Linked DNA regions of Ovis aries: region 1 is linked to region 2. A link is a contact called in public Hi-C data. All regions are on one chromosome and are shown on one strand. Each heading gives the region's core, a stretch centred on a gene start, on an enhancer-like site or on the middle of the called end of the contact. The rest is flanking DNA. Distances are from core to core; before and after follow the strand shown. Region 1 holds the start of TIMM9 (translocase of inner mitochondrial membrane 9). Region 2 holds the start of PSMA3 (proteasome 20S subunit alpha 3).

Region 1 (3,196 bases), core at 228-2,727, 140 kb before region 2:
AGACTAAAGATTTACAAAATCGAAAACTGGTTGAAACTATTTGGAATCACATACCACATAACGTTCCATTCAGGCTCTTCCCAGTTCTAACAGGAAGACGTTTATTTGCAGACAACGCTGGAGGAACGCGGGACAATTCATCTTTCAGCAAAGCCAAATTATCTCCCTGATTTGGAGAAACTATCTCACGAAGTCTCCTCGCTGGTACTTTAACCTTTTTTTTCTTTTCCAGGCAAAACTCTGAGCCTTTCATATTACTGGTAACAAACCTAGTCCCACAGTTCTGAACAGAATTTTCTTCTGGGTCCATATAACTTCAAAACAAAATTTTCACCTCTATGAGGATTTAGTGGGGCCGGGGGTAGGGGAGGAAAAATGAGGGAGGAGTATGATGAAGAAAACGTGAATTTCACGTGATTTTGAAACATGCAAGCATCAACTTTTACATAAAACAATGCCTAAACAGACTATCCGCAAAGCTAGAAATTTCAATTTGGTATTTGACCGAGGATTTATTTACCCATCAATCCCATATTTACCCATTAATTCCATTCAGTCTATTAATGCACCACGCCAATAAATCTCAAAGTGAGGAGGACAAGAGAACGGCCACATAAGTAATAATAACAATAACACAGAGCACTCCCCTAGAGTACTCCCGGAGAGAAGGCAGTACAAAGGAAACCAGATGCGGATGGGAGTTAAAATTTGAGAGGAAGTCAAGCAGGCAAAACGAAATGCTACTTTTTTTCCCCAAAATCACCTACATAAGAAGCTTAATAGCTTCCTTTAACCAACGAGTCTTACACACCCCTTCAGAAGCAATCATCAGACACCTAAATTCACCCTTCCGTGTCTCCCGAAAGCCCGGTATCTGCGGAATCACAGGTCTAATCTGACAACAAGTTCAGTTGCCCGCTGGTCAACACCTACTTCCCTTTAAACCCGCCCTTCAAACACAACACGCATGCGCGCCATGAAATCGTCCAACTCCTCCAACCAAAAAGCTAAACACTGTCGGGTGCTTCTCCATCACTCTCCGGGTGGAAACAAACTGCCGGCGTGAAACACTTAAAACGGGTGTGAAATTTTTGTTTTATTAAAGGCAGTAGTACATTGCCCCACAAGACTTAAAACACTGAATAACCTCCGAGTCTCATCCAGGACCTGAAGAACTCCCGACCTAGCTGGTTATACACCATTGTTGTTATTAGGGACTGTTTACAGTAATGCTCCCGGAGACCGTTAGGGACGCGGGATTAAGTAAATTAGTTTTACAAAAAGCTTCGACAGATTCGAGTTGATATTGGCGAGAAAGTCAGAATTATAGAATTTTGTCTAAGAAGAGAGTAAAAAAATAATTGTCATGGTACTTAACAATTCATTTATGATACCTACTCTTTCCTCTAGCGTTTCTGACATTATAACGAATCGGCGGCGAAGGGTATAAGAACCATTTGACATCGCCATTCCCACGTGTTCTCTTTCATCGAGCGACTGAGGCGCCCGCCCTGACCCAGACCCTCCGCCCCCTACCCCTCGCGAGTCGACTGGCAACGTAGCCCCCCAGCCTTTTATGGTGTCGGATGCGAGAGTCTATCCTTAAGTATGGTCTCTTTTCTCTGTCCACTGAATCCCGGGTTTCCAGGCGGGTGGCGGCCGGCAACGCTCGGGGAAAGGTGGCAGGGTCTCTGAAGGAGGCCGCCTCTTGTACTTGGGGCTGTTGGGGGCTGTGGAACCGGGCAGCGCGTACCGAGAGCGGGTTTGGGACTTCCCTCGGAACCGTGTCACTGGACGAGAGTCGGAATTCGAGGCTCTAAGCCATCTTCAGATCTGGGGAATCGGAGTCTTGTTTTGGGATAGTGAGTTAGACTGAAAGGCACCCACGCCTTGACCTTGAGCTGACAAGCAGGAGACCCTCCTTTAACTGAAAAATGCTGTCTAGAGAGAATACCAGGGCCAACACACCTTATCTGATCTGCTAATTTTCGAGGATGGATTGCTTAAACGTTTCCCTTTACGCATTACTAAAAGATGTTAAAATGTAATCTGATGTAAAAGTTAAATGAAATTTTTTATTTTTACAACTCAACTGTCTATTTTGATAGAAGAAATCCTATAATTAAAAGACAGTAAGAGCTCAGCTTTAGAGAACCTTTTAAATCTTGATGAGTTTCTGTTAACTTTAGTTGTATTTCTTTTATTAGGCTTTTAGGTAGTACCTGTTCACAATTTGTTTTATAACTTATGTGAATTAAAACATATAATGACAGTGTCAGAGTTGTAAGAGACTTTGGAGATGATTTATCACCCTTATTTTCTAAATGAAACTTAACTGTGAAAGAAAAAGTGACCTTTGCCCTCTACTCTCTAAGGTTAATCAGGCACAATTTCCTAAACCTGCTGCAAATAATGTAAAGGGACATGTCGTAAAGTCCTATTTTATATCAACATAGCAAGTTAGTGCAGATTGGTTTAGATAGCTGAGCTATCAAATAAAGGACAGCCCTGGACCAAAAAAATGGCTCACAAGACTGGTTTCTTTCATTTCTTTTTGTTGTTAACATTTTACTTATTTGGTTTCTTTTTCAGACATTTTTTTTTTCTGAACCACTTAAAAGTTGCAGACATCATGACTTTTAACCCTATTTTCTTCAGTATGTATCTCCTTAAGAACATACTTTTACATAGCCGCCATATGATTATCACACCTAAGAAAATAACATTCAGATTTCTCTGATTATCCCCAGAAGCCTTTATTTTTAACTCAAAAGTGCTTTTTTTTTTGATTCATGATCCAAAATTCACAACTCTTTAGTCTTGTATTCTAGAACAACTCTTTCTACTCCTTTTCCTTTATAACTTTAATTTTTAGAAAAGACCAGTCATCTTATACATTGTCCTACACTGTGGATGTTCCTAATTATTCTCTCATGATCAGAGTCTCATCAAACATTTCTGGCAAGAATACCACATAAGTGGTAGCACACTGGTTAAGGTGGTGACTGACAGATCTCCCAGTGTTAAAGGAAAGTTTTCTTTTTGTGTAACCTGTGAAATGCTTTGATACTACAATGGGTATATCCTGTTCGCCAATAACCTATCACCCTGTAGTTTTATTATCCATTCATGAATCCTGCCTAAATCACAAGATTTCCAATTACCAGTACCAGTCATGCTGAACCCAAGATTAATT
Region 2 (3,286 bases), core at 615-3,114:
TTATTCTAAATGCAATAGAAAGTCATTGGAGTTTGGGTGGGGTGAGGGGAAGAGGTTCTAATTTTTTATTAAATGCTGTTCATCTGGTAAATGAATTACAGAGAAAACAAGAGTGGAAGCAGAGATAGGGTAATCCAAAGGGAGTGTCTTAGACAAGAGAGAAAGACGTGGAAGGTGTTACCCTTTGAGTGTGCAGTCAAAAAAACCTTGCTAATGGATTGGCTTTAGGAATACAGTAAAAAAGAACTCAGAAGTGCACCATAGATTTTTTTTTTTCATTTAAGCAACTAAAATTGAACCATTCACTGAAATGTAAATTGTAGGAGATGCAAAATGGCAACAGAAGAAGAAAACTCAGAGATCTACTCTGGACGTGTCATTTGAAATGCCTATCAAATAATCAAGTGGAGAGAAATGTCAAGACAGGTCTTCCCATCTGGAGTTCTTGGGACAAGACAAGCGTTAAGTCTTCAATAGTGGTGTTTCTTGCCTCTCAGCTTGTTGGTCTGTTAAAGGAAGATCTTTAACTCTACCAGCATTAATACCAAAACATCTCACCTATTTATATTATCAAACATTTTTAAAGGGTTTGTATAACCTTTCAGAACACTATTAATCTAGGGTAATTGGTCTGTTGGTCTGCCGAACGAAGATCTTTACCACCGTAATACTCAAAATTTATCACCTATTTATATTACCAAATATTTTTAAAATGTTTGTAGAACCCTTCAGAACACTATTAATCCAGGGTAATATTAATGTAGTTGCAAAGTCAATGAGCATCAACTAATCCAAAAACAGTATGACAACCTTAGTATAAATTGTCTATTATCTAACTCGGAAAACCAGTATTTGGGCCTAATGGTGAGAATCAAAATCTAATGCACAATGGGAGTAGATGAACTGAGAAACCCATTACCCAATGCCTCTAGTGGAACCAATGAATAAATATTTCTAAACACTATGTTTTCTATATGGGGAAATACATAAAAGGAACAAGCTGAAGACTGTATATATGCAGTACGTTTAACAAAGGAAAGTTAGTAGGCCGAACAAGTTAACAAATCTAACTCCAAAATCCTGGACAGTCTGTTCAAAGAAGCGGTTAAGTCCGTAGCTAATCATTTAAACGCTTACGGTGCCGAGACCTCACACTGTTGTTATTCCTCTAGGAGAAAAGCTGGGACAACGGAAAAATGTAAAAGATTCTTCAGATTCCGCTTTTTAGACAATTTTCCTTGTCAGTTCTCAGAAGGTTTCAGGGACTCATACAGAGAGGTCCATCGGTAACCTCGAAGCTAAGGCAGAGAATCCCCGGGAGTCAGCAGCATCCCAGGAACCGCAAGGGTGGGGAGGCGGGGAGAGGTTCTTGGAAAGCGGCGTCACAAACTTTGGACTCTTAAGCCTCCTTGCCTCAGTGGTGCTCAAGAGCTTAATTGTTGCCCAAGTCCTTCACAGCGCGTGCACACACACCATTTCAGGCCTCAAGAGTTTCCACTTTCGGTTTCCCTAAGTGGCTAAAGAAAGTGACTCAGCAACCTTTTAAAGAGGCTCCAAATCTCACTGCTGCGCGGCCAAGCCCGCTACACCTGAGCTGAGAAGCGTCAAGTCACGGTCACCGCAGGCGCGGGCCTAGACCGTCCGGCACTGCACAACTGGAAGCGGCCCACCTGCCCCCAGGCAGTCCCAGAGGACCCCGAGTCCGCGCACCCACCGCGGTCTGTCTGCGTTCCCTTCCACGCTAATCCTTAGCCTATCACACAGAGAAACAAAGAACTCACCCCGGTGCCGATTGAGCTCATGGTGCCAAAATCACTAGGACGCTTATGGCTTCAGGCCTAAAGCGATCCCCCAGCACCACAGTAAGAGACTAGTAACAAGCTCTCTCATTGACTATTCTTTCAACCAATAGTCTTTTCTGTAGCTCGTTCCTGGAGCGTTGGTCCACGGAACAGAGGATTGTGGGAAAGGAGGGGGCGGGAAATGCACCCGGCAAGTAACGCGCATGTGCAAAAGCAATCTCACCGGGGTTAGGTAGGCTCTTGGTTGTTTCGTCTTCGGTTTGAGTTCGTAGATTCGTTCTGTCTTCTGGTTGCTTGAGAAGCTCCGCCAGTCCTTTTCCTAGAATTATTATTTATCTTTTATCCTTCTCTTTCGCTTCCTTATTTTTTTTTTTTAAAGCAAAACGGAGAGATGTTCTCATACCCTTACAAAGGCCAGAGAAAACGGTAAGGGAGAGGTCTCCCTCCACCATTGGCGGCCTGGTTCTAACCCAATATGTTGAAGCAACCCTATCATCCACCTATTCTAACAAGAAGGAAGAAAGTTGTATTCTTGCATTCTAAGGGTATCACCTCTGGGCTTAGGTCGGAATTTTACAGGATTAGTACCCTTTGTATAACTCTAGTAGAATTGAGGATAAGCTTGATTAAATATTATTTGTTGAACTCTGTATGTCCCAAATACTCAAGTTACATCCTGCTGATGAAACGATGAAAGGGACGGCACCTCATCCTTTACACTCAATGGGAAGAAACAAGCAACAGGGAGTAAATGGGCAAATAGTTGCACCTTTTGGTAAAAAAAAAAAGAGAGAGAGACAATGGACGTTTGAACTTTAAACCTGTTATTTAAGGAATGACTTTCCGAATGGGTGATACTTAAATGGAAATTTGGGATTGTTATCTCAGTATAAGCTTGGCTTATAGGAACTGTCAGGTCAGTATGGCCTTAAGCGGGAGAGAGTGACAGGAAATGAAATCAGAGAGGTGGATATGGAATCAGATTTCATAATAGTTCGAATTTTAATCTGATTTTAAATGGAAAGCTGTCAGCATTTTTTAAACTGCTAAATACTTCCGTGTGTATTTCCCCCAAAAGAACATCATTTTAAATATCCACACTGTAACTGTGAAAATAGAAAAGTACCATTCCTTTTTTTTTTTTTTAATCTGCAGACTTTGTTTACAGATTTTGGCAAATCCCTCAATAATGCCCTTCACAGCCAAAGAAAATCCAAGATCACATGTTGTATTCAGTTGTCATGTCTCTAGTCTCCTTTAATCTGGAAACACTTTCTTAATATTTCTTTAGATTTCATGGCATTAACACTATTGACAAAAAACATTTGCTTTATAAGATATTCCTCAGTTTAGGTTTGTATGATGTTTTTTCATGATTCAATTTGGATAAATGCAGTTTTGTCAGGAATATGACAAAAGTAACCTTCTATTCATATTAGAACCTTATGTTAGGAGGCACATTGTGTCAATTTGTTCCACTAGTG

The links. A called contact is a pair of places that touch in the nucleus more often than the background predicts.
Region 1: a contact with region 2 is called in a Hi-C map of liver, with 2.0 times the contacts expected there. The contact joins the promoter of TIMM9 here to the promoter of PSMA3 in region 2. A contact is called at or near these places in 2 of 16 Hi-C or Micro-C datasets (liver and skin fibroblasts).

What each region holds. Positions count from the first base shown.
Region 1 is chr7:68,747,374-68,750,569 of ARS-UI_Ramb_v3.0, reverse strand. It overlaps TIMM9 (translocase of inner mitochondrial membrane 9), which reads left to right and starts at 1,477. Exons shown (of 6, transcript XM_012181726.5): 1 at 1,477-1,606. KIAA0586 (KIAA0586 ortholog) reads right to left here and starts at 941. Exons shown (of 31, transcript XM_060418106.1): 1 at 837-941; 2 at 55-336. The coding sequence starts at 310.
Region 2 is chr7:68,603,323-68,606,608 of ARS-UI_Ramb_v3.0, reverse strand. PSMA3 (proteasome 20S subunit alpha 3) reads right to left here and starts at 1,864. Exons shown (of 10, transcript XM_060418102.1): 1 at 1,782-1,864. The coding sequence starts at 1,802. All of the region lies in intron 6 of ARMH4 (armadillo like helical domain containing 4), which reads left to right.